Regions from separate parts of the Pan troglodytes genome. Here region 1 is linked to region 2. Evidence: chromatin contacts called from public Hi-C data. All regions are on one chromosome and are shown on one strand. The core of a region is the stretch at or near the end of the contact, and the rest is flanking DNA. Distances in the headings are between cores, read along the strand shown. Region 1 has its middle 29 kb from the start of THNSL2. Region 2 overlaps LOC104005065 (a long non-coding RNA gene).

What was found. A called contact is a pair of places that touch in the nucleus more often than the background predicts.
Region 1: a Hi-C map of induced pluripotent stem cells shows a contact between it and region 2, with 2.0 times the contacts expected there. The contact joins two enhancer-like sites. A contact is called at or near these places in 2 of 7 Hi-C or Micro-C datasets (both in induced pluripotent stem cells).

Annotation. Positions count from the first base shown.
Region 1 is chr12:35,471,680-35,477,802 of NHGRI_mPanTro3-v2.0_pri, reverse strand. No RefSeq gene overlaps it. Among named protein-coding and RNA genes, the nearest start is that of THNSL2, 29 kb to the left of the region's middle. Within about 2 kb of position 4,857, at least 1 of the 24 cell types and tissues checked has an H3K27ac peak or open chromatin away from gene starts, as enhancers often do. A contact at or near this core is called in induced pluripotent stem cells, where this site is marked.
Region 2 is chr12:35,125,385-35,132,094 of NHGRI_mPanTro3-v2.0_pri, reverse strand. All of the region lies in intron 2 of LOC104005065 (a long non-coding RNA gene), which reads left to right. Among named protein-coding and RNA genes, the nearest start is that of SPMIP9, 20 kb to the left of the region's middle. Within about 2 kb of position 3,559, at least 1 of the 24 cell types and tissues checked has an H3K27ac peak or open chromatin away from gene starts, as enhancers often do. A contact at or near this core is called in induced pluripotent stem cells, where this site is marked.

The DNA of each region.
Region 1 (6,123 bases), core at 3,608-6,107, 340 kb before region 2:
GCCTGGGAGTCAGGAGGCCTCCTCCCCGCTCCTGCCCCTGCTGCTCTCTGGTTGGGTGCCCTCCAATACCTCATCACCTCTCTGCACTGCAGGGCCCTGTCTGTGAATCAGTGGGGCTGGGCTATTCACAGCCCCATGTCCTCTGCTTTCTTTCTCAGTCCCCGTGCCCTTGGACTCTAACAACCCCTCGTTGGGCAGCATCTTTTGCTTGTGCTGGTCCTTCAGAGGGAGAGGATGGGATTCCTCAGAACAAAAAGTGCTGTTCTCCATCTCAGGTTTGGTGTCAACAGACAGTTGAACATCCAGTATTTGGCACCTGGGTAAGCACAGGGAAGCATCCTAAAGAAGGTAGGCCCTGGACAGAAGAGCTGTACACACACACACACACACACACTCACACATTCACACACACACACATTCACACACACACACACATGATATGCACACAGAGGCAGACACACGCACACATCAACAGACATGCAGACAGTTGCACACACGCACACACACAGACATGTACACATACACATACACTCACAGAGACACACAGACATGCACACATGCACAGACATGCACACACAGACACACGCACAAAGACACAGACACACAGAGACACGCGCACACACACATACACACGTACACACACACACGCATAAGGAGTGGGACATTAGGCAATTTCCTGTGATGGTTCTGAGCACTCATTGGTACAGTGCTGGGCACCTAGTGGAAACTTCCTAGAGGGAGTGAGTCAAATATGTTACTAAAGGGTGGTAGGTTTTGGCTAAGGGAGGCCTTCAGCTGTTATAGGCTGAAGTGTGTCTCTTCCCTCTCCAAAATTCATATGTTCAAGTTCTAACCCCAGTACTTCAGAATGTGACTGTGTTTGAAGATAAGGTCTATAAAGAGATGATTGTAATAAAATGAGGTCATTAGGATGTACACTAATCCAACGTGACTCATGTCCTTATAAAGAGGAGGTTTGGGCACAGACACGTGTAGAGGAAAGGCCAGGTGAAGACACAGGGAGATGATGGCCACCTGAAAGTCAAGGAGAGAAGCCTGGACCAGATCCTTCCTTCATGACCCTCAGAAGGAACCATCCCTGCTGACACCAACACCTTGATCTTGAACTTCCAGTGTCCAGAACAGTGAGATGATAAAGCCCTGTTGTTTAAGTCTCCCAGCTGTGATACTTTGTAATGGCGGTCAAATCCTAGTTGACTAATACACCAGCCAAGAGGCAAAGCATGCTGGAATGTAGTCAAGAGATCAGCTTGCCTTGACAAGAGAAGGGAAAGGACTAAATTCTGTGGTGCAGCTCCTGTGTGCCGGGTAGGTGCAGGACACACGACCCCATGTGAAGTGCCCCAAACGCTGCCTTCAGATGAGAAACCAGAGGCTCTGAAAAGTATGTTGCATGCCAAAGACCACACTGCTAGGTCATGGCTTCCCTCTGCCTGCTGTTCACCTCCAACATCATCATTGTCATTTTGGCTGGGCTGGTGCTGCTCACTGTGGCCCACATCCAAGAGCTCTCACTTTGCTGACCTTCCCATCTGTCCACAAACATTTACTCAGCTGTGTAATAGATGCTGTGATGCTCTGCCCAGGTTCCCTCTTTGGGGTCTACACACCTATCTATCCTCCAGCTGCTGGGAATACCAGATGCTCACAGCTTACAGCTGCATCCCTTGGTGGACACTGCCCTGGGTGGCAGGGAGCTGCCTCACCTAAGGCTACACCTCTTCCCAGGGGTCCAGGCTGGGATACAAAGGACAGCTCCTGGGCCCCTACAGGACTGTCTGACTCCTCTGTTGCAGCTGCTTTGTGAGTCATCTTCTTTCTACCTGTCCTGCCTTCCTCACTTCCTCACGGGTATATCTCCTGAGGGTACACCCCACAAAAGTCTTTGCACACAATTTTCCATCTCCATATCTTGGAGACTCCCCTTCCACCTGAAAAGGTCCGATCTGGAAAGAGCCCTGGCGGGAAGTCAGCACTCTGTGTTCCTGCACTCACTCCGCTTAAGACAGCCTCATGACCAGAGGCAGGACGTCCCCTCCCTGGGCTCAGGTGCCTGATCTGTAAAAGAGCCACGGCTTTTTCAGTGTTTTCCTCCAAAGTTTAGTAGAGGAGAGAGAACAAGACAATACAATCCACCTGCCCTGGTGGTGCAGCTGTTTACAGGGGCTAAACAAATAAAAGTTCTCGCCACATCTAAACCATCCATGCACATTTCCATGCCATTCCTTGTTATGAGTTGAACTGTGACCCCATAAAAGATGATGCAGTCCTAACCCCCAGGATCTGTGACTGTGACCTTATTTGGAAATAGGGTCTTTGCAGATGATCAAGTTTAAGATGAGGTCATTAGGGTGGGTCCTAATCCCATATGACCGGTGCCCTAATGAAAAGGGGCATTTAGACCTGAAGACAAACAAACATAGAAGGAAGATGATGTGAAGACATAGGAAGAATGCCAGCTGCAAGCCCAGGAATGCTTGGGCTACCAGAAGCTGGAGACAGGCTTGGGACAGATTCTCCCCCAGAGCCCTCAAGGGAAGCCAAGCCTGCTGACACTTTGATTTCAGATTCTGGCCTGCAGAACTGTGAGACAATGTATGTTTGTTGTTTAAGCCACCCAGTTTATAATAGTTATGACAGCCCCAGAAAACTAATAACTCCTTAAAGTATCTTTTTGTCTTTATAAAAATATTTTCCTTCGGGAGCAGTGGCTCACACCACTCCAGGAGGAAGTTACAGGTCAGAGCAGGGGCTTAGGGCTGGGGAGAGCTGGGGTGTTTGAGAATCCCAAAGAAGGTAAATGTGGTTGTGGCCATGCCCCCAAGGACGATGGGTTGAGAGGAGGTCCCTGAGTCCACAGGAACCTTATCAGGCAGACCCTTGTAGGCTCCAAGAAGGGTTTGGATTTTATTCCAAACAGTGGAACAGAATGGTTTAATCTGCATGTTTAAAAGATCAGTCTATACTATATGATCCAGTAATTCCACTTCTGGGTATATACCCAAAGAACTGAAAGCAGGGATTCGAACAGATATTTGAACGCCCATGTTCACAGCGGTATTACCCACAGTCGCCAAAAGATGAAAGCAACCCAAATGTCCTTCAACAGATGAATGGACAAACCAAATGCAGTATATACATATAGTGGAATATTATTCAGCCTTAAAAAGGAATGACATTGTGACACGTGGATGAATCTCGAGGGTATTACACTGGATGAAAGAAGTCAGACACAAAAGGACAAATATTGTATGATGGATTCTATTTTTATGAGGGACCTAGAGTAGTCAAATTCATAGAGGCAGAAAAGGGAATAGGTGGTTAGAAGGGACTGTGGGGAGGGGAGAATGGGAAGTTTCATGGGTATGGAGTTTCAGTTTGGGATGATGAAAACGTTTTGGAGATCAATGGCGGTGATGGTTTCATGACAGTGTAAATGTACCTAATGCCACAGAACTGTACACTTAAGAAGGGTTAAAATGGTAAATTTTATGTTATGTGTATTTTACCACAATTTTAAAAAGCAAAAAGATCTGTTTGGTTGCCCATTGGAGAGGGGAGGGAGAAGCAAGCTGGAGAAAAGTGGGCAGCCCAGGCCCTGTCCCCGCTGCTCCTTGCATTAACCGGCTGGCTCCAGACTGTCCATCCAGAGAACGTGCCTAGGTCCCAGCACTTTGGGTGTTAAACCTGCAGCAGAGGCCAGGACTTGGGGGACTTGGCTCAAAGCTCCCCACATTCGAAATGACACTGCAGCCTTGCATCTAGTTGTCATATGTGGCTAAGATGGGGAGGCTATGGGGCAGAGACCTGGGACCACCAGCTGCTGCCCAGACCCCTTCCCGCCTCCCTGGAATGGAGCATCCTGATCTCCTGATCCCCATCAGAAAACTCCTGCAGGCTCCTTCCTGCACCCGGCCCCTGGCGCTGCCTGGGCAGGCCCAGCACAGGGGAATCACCTTGCCCTGGGGGAAAAAAAAAAAAAAAAGGCGAGAGAGGGAGAAAAGCAGCACAATTAAAATCTTAGTGTATGAATAATTACATTTTAAAAATCCCCACTTTTTTTTTTACATCAAAAGGAATTCTGTAATCAGAGGTTTAATTTGCAGATTTAGTGGCATTTGGCAGGTTAAAAGTAGGTGCTGTGAAGTGAGTAAGCGTGGGATTTGAGGCTGGAAGCAAAGAATGGGGGGATCTGCTCGACCAGAAATCCTAGCTTTGAGCCGCCTCTGAGCTTCGCAGCCGCACTTCCTCTGCCCAAGCCGCCCTCAACTGGGCTGCTGCGCGGGGGCGGGGAGGAGGTGCCGGTGCCGAATGAAGAGGGACAGAAGTCCAGCCCTCCAGCCCTGTGGCCTCGCTTCCTTCTTCTCCTTAAGAATAGCTTTATTGTTTTTTCCTTCTGATTATTTGATCATTGCAAAAAAAAAAAAAAAAATCCTGAACATATAGAAAAGCAAAAAGCAACAGAAAGAAAGAAAACAAAGATCACCTGTAGTTTTGCTGCCTGGAGGGAAGAGTCCCTTTCCCTCTTTCCTAAGATAATGTGGATAAAATCCTGTTGCCAACTGGACTAAGCTTTACAAAAGCACAGTTTTATTACTCTACTTTTCCTTTCCCTCTTCTCTTCTGAGGGTCTCCCTCTTTCCTTCTCCAAGGGAAAAAATGAATCAAAACAAAACAGGAACTTTCACAGATTAAAGTGGGAAAAGGAGGTTTTGGCCCAAGAAACTTCCCGGAGGAGATGCCTCCTGGAAGGGGTTTGGAGCAGGGCAGTCCCTGGGGGTGGGGCCAGAGGGCAACAGAGAAAGAGAACCCTGGGTGGCATCCCACAGGGAAGGGAAGGAAAAGAGGCAGGAGTGGGTTTCCATCCCCTGTGTCAACCAGTCGCTGGGGGCGGGCAGTCCAGGAAGGGGAGCCTTGGGTCAGGTGACATTCCTTAAAGGAGGCCATTTCCACGTAGGGACCAGAGTGCTGGCTGTCCACAAAGAACTCCCAAGAGCTGGTAGTGTGCCCTTCAACCCCAAGGAGGTGTGTGTGTGAGAGAGAGAGAAAGAGAGAGAGAACGAGAGAGAGGAGGAGGAGGAAGCAGGGAGAGAGAGGAGAGAGGGAGAGAAGAGAGAAGGAGGGAGAGAGAAGCGACAGAGGAGAGAGAGGAGAGAGAGAGGAAAGAGGGGAGAGAGAGGAAAGAGGAGAGAGAGAAAGACAGAGGAGGAAAGAGGAGAGAGAGAGAAAGAGAGAGGAAAGAGGAGAGAGAGGAAAGAGGAGAGAGAGAGGAAAGAGGAGAGAGAAAGAGGAGAGAGAGAGAGGAAAGAGGAGAGAGAGAGGAAAGAGGAGAGAGAGAGAGGAAAGAGGAGAGAGAGAGGAAAGAGGAGAGAGAGAGAGGAAAGAGGAGAGAGAGAGAGGAAGGAGGAGAGAGAGAGGAAAGAGGAGAGAGAGAGGAAAGAGGAGAGAGAGAGGAAAGAGGAGAGAAAGAGAGAGAGAGGAAAGAGGAGAGAGAGAGAAAGAGAGGAAAGAGGAGAGAGGAAAGAGGAGAGAGAGAGAGGAAAGAGGAGAGAGAGAGGAAAGAGGAGAGAGAGAGAGAGGAAAGAGGAGAGAGAGAGAGGAAAGAGGAGAGAGAGAGAGAGAGGAAGGAGGAGAGAGAGAGGAAAAAGGAGAGAGAGAGAGAGAAAGCTGGCGCTCACTAAGGCATACGCGCCAAAGGCTCCTTGAGAAACTGTGTAGTTGCTGGACTATTTCAGATGTATCCGCTAAGACAAAAGGCACCTGCAGGAAGGGGACGGTAGTTGGGCTGTACTGCAGCCTCTCAAAGCCATGTGGCAATCTGGTAGTTTGAGGGAACAGGACAGGTACTTTTAGGAGACATGAAGGTGGTAGCACAGAGAGACCTTCCTGAGGAAGCTGAAGCTGCTGGCCCCACAGCCTCTCCCTAAGCCCTCGTGGGTGGAATAGCTCGCACAGACACTACAGATGCCTGGCGGATATTAATGGTTACCATTATTTTAGCATGGCCATCTCCTCCCCCAAGAAACTGGAGTTCTGCCTTAAAGCCAGAAAATGGAGATGTAGGTTGAGGAGCTTGTCCCAGGACTCACAGTTAAGAAACGG
Region 2 (6,710 bases), core at 2,310-4,809:
GTGATGATGATTGCACTACAGTGTGAATGTACTTAATGTCATAGATCTCTACACTTAAAAATAGTTAAAATGGTAAATTTTATGTGTGTATTTTACTACAACAAATATTTATATATAAAACACACAGGCACAAACACACATAAAAATAAAGTTTCTCTCAGTATGACATAAAATCTGGAAACTACAAATTAAAAAATTAAATTATACATTGCGTACATAATAATCAAACTTCCTGCATGGAAAAAAACCCCATAAAATAAAAAGGCAGGCCGAGTGCAGGTGCTCATGCTTGTAATCCTAACACTTTGGGAGGCTGAGGCCGACAGATCCCTTGAGTCCAGGAGGTCAATACCAGCCTGGGCAACCTGGTGAAACCCCATCTCTACCAAAAGTACAAAAATTAGCCAGGCATGGTGGTGTGCTCCTGCAGTCCTAGCTACTTGGGAGACTGAGGTGGGAGAATCACTTGAACCCGGGAGGTGGAGGCTGCAGTGAGCCGAGATCATGCCACAGTACTCCAGCCTGAGTGACAGAGTGAGACCCTGCCAAGAAAAAAAATAAATAAATAAAAGGCAAAGAACAAAGTAGGAAAATATTTGCAACATAAATAACACATCTGAGTTCTTTATACTATGAAGAAACAGACCCACAATGCTGGAGAAAAATGATTTTTAATTCAATCATTTTTCTCTCATTTAGCACATACATATTTAACACCTGTGTGCCAGGCACAATTCTAAGTACTGGGAATATAGCAAAAATGAAAATAATAATAAGACAAAGAGATTCCATTCTAATTGGGGAAAATAACAATAAATAAAATGAGGGAAATGTGGCATGTTGGAAGGTCGTAAGTGGAGTGGAGAAAGACAAAGCAGGTAGGAGGATGTCAGAGTTATGACACCAGGTTCCTCAGAGCAGGTGGCATTTGAGCAACACCTTGGAGAAGGGGAGCCCTTTGCACGGGGAGGACTGGGACTGAAGGAACAGGAAGGGCAGACCCTGGGGAGGTGCCTGGGAGGCAGTGTCAGGGTGGTTACAAGGTTTCTCAGGACTGTCTAGGTGCAGGTAAGCCCTTACAAAGGCTGCGACTCTTCTTTCGAGTGAGACGGGAGCCACTGCAAAGTAATGAACAAAGGGTGACCTAACCTGGTTTCAGTTTTATTGTTTATTTTTATTTTTTATTTTTTTGAGACAGAGTCTCGCTCTTTTCCCCAGGTTGGAGTGCAGTGGTGCGATCTCGGCTTGCTGCAACCTCTGCCTCCTGGGTTCAAGCAATTCTCCTGTCTCAGCCTCCCGAGTAGCTGAGATTACAGGTGCATGCCACCACACCCAGCTAATTTGTGTAATTTTAGTAGAGATGGGGTTTCACCATATTGGCAAGGCTGGTCTTGAACTCCTGACGTCAAGTTGTCCACCTGCCTTGGCCTTCCAAATTGCCGAGATTACAGGTGTGAGCCACCACGCCCAGCCTGGTTTCTGTTTTAGAAGAATCATTTTGACCACTGGATTGAGAAAAGACAGAGGGGACAAAGGGAGAAGCAGGATAGTCCAGGTGAGAGGTAGGGGTGGCGTGGACCACAGCAATCACTGTGGAGGTGGAGAAGATGGAGAAATGGTTGGATTTTGATTGTGTGTGAAGGCAGAGCCTGAGATTTCTTGACAGATTGGCTGTGGAGTACATGAGAGAGACATTGATGATGACTCCATTTTTTGGCTTGTGCAAACTGGAAAGGTGACCTGCTTTTCACTGAAATGGAGAAAACGATAGTCCAAATGAGTTTGGGGAAGATCAGTTTGGTTTTGGAAATATTAAGTTTGAAATGCCTCTAGGATTTGAGGAAGCAGCTGGCTACACAGGGCAGAGTCCAGGAGAGAGGTCAGGGCCTGGAGATAGATCCTCAGGAATTAACAGCATATGGATGGCATTGAAAATCGGGAGACTCAATCCCTTGCCAAGGTGTGGAAGTGGTCCGAGGACTGAGGTCTAGGGCAGGTCAAAGTTGAAAGGTCAGGCAGATGGAGGGAGCTTTGAGGTGGGACAAAAACCACAGGGGTCTGGTGTTCTGGAGATCACGTGAAGAAAGGTGACAGGGAGGAGGGAGCAACCTGCGGATCAGCAGTGTCAGATGCTGTTGCTGGGCCAGGACTGAGGACTTAGCACTGGATGTATTAATAGCAACAAGGTTATTATTGGTGACCCGCAAGGAGCCTGGGGGTGAAAACCTGAAAGAGATAACCAAGTGCTCTTAACAATGCTCACATAAAATTTGAAAATGCTCAATAAAATACACACATAAAATTTACCATTTTAACTTTAACTTTATAGGTAAAGACAGGCACTATTATCATCCCGATTTTATAGATGAGAAAATTGAGGCACAGAAAGGTCAGACGGCTAGTGAATGGTGGAGCTGGGATTTGAACCCTAGTAGTCTATCTCAAGATTATAAGGGCTGCTGCGTGCAGTGGCTCACATCTGCAATCTCAGTGCTTTGGGAGGCCAAGGCGGGAGGATTGCTTGAGCCCAGGAGTCCAAGACCAGCCTTGGCAACATAGTGAGACCTCTATCTCTACAAAAAATAAAAAAGCCAGATTTAGTGGCGTGTGCCTGTAGTCCCAGCTACTTGGGAGGCTGAGGCAGGAGGATCCCTTGAGTCCTGGAGGTTGAGGCTTCAGTGAGCCAAGATTGTACTACTGCATTCTTGCCTGAGAAATAAAGCAAGACCCCGTCTCTGAAAAGAGAGAAAGAGAGAGATTATAAACACTATGAAAAAAAAAATGCAAGCCAGTTGTGGCAGCTCATGCCTGTAATCCCAGCACTTTGGGAGAGTGAGGTGAACAGATCACTTGAGGTCACGAGTTCCAGACCATTCTGGCCAACATGGTGAAACCATATCTCTACTAAAAATACAAAAATTAGCCAGGTGTGGTGGTGGGCACCTGTAATCTCAGCTACTAGGGAGGCTGAGGCAGGAGAATCACTTGAACCCAGGAGGCAGAGGTTGCGGTGAGCCGAGATCGTGCCACTGCACTCCAGCTTGGGCCACAGAGCAAGCCTCCGTCTCAGAAAAAAAAAAAAAGAAAAAAAAAATGGAGATCTCTCTGAGACCGAAATGACAGGAGAAACTCTGGGCAGAAGCTCTTTGGTGGCAAGCACAAAGCCATCTGATGAAGAGTGCTGGGTGTGCTCATGGAACAGGAAGGCCAGTATATTGGCTGTGGTGACTGAGAAAGAATTGAGTTGTGGACTGAGTGAATATCTGACTGCCTTGAGCTGTGGTTCTCTCCTGGCGTGATGACTTCTCCAGGTGGCAGGGCACGCACTGCCACATCCTATCCCAGTACAGGACCTTTCTGTTCTCGAGGATATTCTTCCTTAGATTGAGCTCTGCTAGATTCTCCCCAATAGCCATCTTCTCTTCTGTATTAACAGACACCTGAGATTTTTGCTGAGCAATGGCCACTTGGAATAAAGACTACATTTCCCAGCTTCCCTTGCATAAAACACGGCCGTGTGACTAGATCCCAGCCAATGGGCCATAAGCAAAAATGGTATATGCCTCTTCCCAGGCCATGCCCTTCCCCTCCTGCATCCTGGTGCTTGGACAAGTTATGAGCCTAGTTGGACCTTGTGGATAAGGGCCCTGCCCTAGGGATGGTGAAATGGCAGTGAGAAGGAGGTTGGATTTTTGAGTGGTACACAGCAGTCTCGTCAGGTCTAGAGTGTCCCGCAGAATAAAATAAACCTCCAATTGTTTAAGCCAATGTTTCTCAAGCTTACCTGTACATTAGAATCACCTGTGGAGCTTAAAAAGTATGTATATATACTGATTCTTGCCCCTTCTCCTAAATTTCTGATTTAATTGGCCTGAGGTATAGCCTGGCATTGGATAATTTTTTGAGACAGAATCTCCCTCTGTCACCCAGGCTAGAGTGCAGTGGCACAATCTCGGCTCACTGCAACCTCCGCCTCCTGGGTTCAAGCAATTTTCCTGCCTCAGCTTCCCAACAGCTGGGATTACAGGCACCTGCCACCATGCCCAGCTAATTTTTTGTATTTTTAGTAGAGACGGGGTTTCACCAGGTTGGCCAGATTGGTCTCGAACTCCTGACCTCAGGTGATCCACCCACCTTGGCCTCCCAAAGTGTTGGGATTACAGGCGTGAGCCACTAGTGGCTCCTGGCCGGCGTTGGATATTTAAAAATCTCCCCAGCCAAGGTTGAGAACCCTTGGTTTATGTCACTGGTAATTTGGGTTTCTGTTAAACACTTAAACCTATATCCTGATGTGTCCAAGCTCAGGTGGGTCTTGGCTCTTAAAAGCTACGCCTTGAGAATAGAGTCAAACTGCTCTCAGACTGCTGGACAGGCCTTCAAATGAAAAGTCAGGGCCAGGCACAGTGGCTCATGACTGTAATCTCAGCACTTTGGGAGGCCAAGGTGGGAGGATAGCTTGAGCTCAGGAGTTCAAGACCAGCCTGGAGAACATGGTGAAGCCCTGTCTCTACAAAAAATACAAAAATTATCCAGGTATGGTGGTGCATGCCTGTAGTCCCAGCTACTCGAGGGCTGAGGTGGATTGCTTGAGACCAGGAGGTCACGGCTACAGTGAGTCATGATTGTGCCACTGCACTCCAGTGTGGGGAACAGAGTGAGATCTCATCTCTACAAAACAACAACAACAACAACAACAAATTAGCTGGGTGTGATGATGCATGCCTGTAGTCCCAGCTGCTTGGGAGGCTGAGGTGGGAGGATTACTTGAGGCCAGGAGGTTGAGGCTACAGTGAGTCATTATCATGCCACTGCACTCCATCCTGGGCAGAAGAGTGAGACCATGTCTCAAAAAACAAACAAAAAAACCCCCCAAAGTCAGGTGATAGACCTCTTCCTAATTATGTCGTGTTCATCCCTTCACTGGGATGAGGGCTGATCAGGAGGATATTCACCAAGATTGTGATCCTGGAGGAGAGACCTGAGAGGAAGTGTTTCCAGGGGGTGAGGGTTCAGGTGGGTAGAGGAAGTAAAGGGGTAACAGACAGACAAGCTAGGGAGCATGGCAGCTTGAGAAAAGGCTAGGAGTTCATTTGTTACTCCTGAAAAGCAGAATGGGCACATGTGGGTTCTCAAGAATTAAGGCTCAACTGGGTAAGTTGGTGGTGGGTCTTGTATGTCAAGCTCATGAGTTTGACTTTGAACCTGAGGATGTCCAGGGACTTTCAGAGGATGTTAAGCAGGGAAGAAATAGCGTGGCCAGATTTATGTTGTAAAATATTCTGTCATGACAGCATGAGTTGGTTCAAGACTGGAGGTGGGCAGACCAGTTCTGAGGTCCCATGAGAGGTGGTAGGGACCAATGAATGCAACCTGCTTGTGTCTGAAGTTTTGCTAGATGTCTCACATTGTTGATTTACTTTAAGTTTCCAACAAACCTAGAGTTCTCATTGTCAACATTTGTATTGCTTCGAAGCTAGTTCCTACTCGGCCTGCATTTGTCCATCCAGAGCTTAGGGATCTAGGGGAATGGTTATAGGTCCCTTCTAGAATAGTCCCTTCCTCTTAGGAATTGCTTGGGAGATGTTAGTAGAATGAACCATGGCCCAGGTGCATTTTATCTTGTTAGTGCCAGCCTGTCCTAGAAGCAGTCAGGGTAGGGCCAGTATAGGAGAAGGGTTGAAATAAATCTAAAACTTCACCACAGTCCATTGCAAATATTAATGTTTGTGTGAATTACTTTGGGTTCCTTTTAAAACATGAATTCTGGTCCAGCAGGTCCGGAGTAGAACCTGAGATACTGCATTTCTGCAGATGCTTCTGGTCCTGTAGCCACTATGAAAGGGGAGGCATGTGGTTCTCAGCTTTGACTGTACTTTGGAATTATCAGGAGGCTTAAAAAAATCCTGAGGCCTGGGCTCCACACCCTCAGGTTGTGATTTACGGGGCTGGAGTGCTGCCTGGGTATTGGCTATTTTTTTTTAGGTCACATTATTATTCTACTGTGCTGTCAAGATTGAGAAGCAGTGCCTTAGAATCACCTATGAGTGTTTAAAATGTAGGTTCTTAAAACTTTTGATTCTTTAAATCTTGGAAGTAGTGGATGGGTGGTGCATACCTATAGTCCCAGTTACTGGGGAAGCTGAGATAGGAAGATCTCTTGAGGCCAGGAGTTGGAGGTTGCAATAGTCACTGCACTCCAGCCTGGGCAACATAATATGACTTCCTCTCCGAAAAAAAGAAAGAGGCCGGGCACTGTGGCTCACGCCTGTAATCCCAGCACTTTGGGAGGCTGAGGCAGGAGGATCACTTGAGGCCAGGAGTTGGAGACCAGCCTGGCCAATGTGGCAAAACTCTGTCTCTATTAAAAATAGAAAAAATTAGCCAGGTGTGGTGGTGCACGCCTGTAGTCCCAGCTACTCGGGAGGCTGAGTCAGGAGAATCACTTGAACCCAGGAGGTGGAGGTTGCAGTGAGCTGAGATCGCACCATTGGACTCCATCCTGGGTGACAAGAGTGAAACTCCATCTCAAAACAACAAACAAACAAAAACCCCCAAAATTAGCTGGGTGTTGTGGCCCATGCCTGTAATCTCAGCTACTCAGGAGGCCGAGGCAGGAGAATTGCTTGAATGCAGGAGGCAGAGGTTGCAGTGAGCTGAGATTGTGACACCACACTCCAGCCTGAGCATCTCAAATAAATAAATAAATAAAT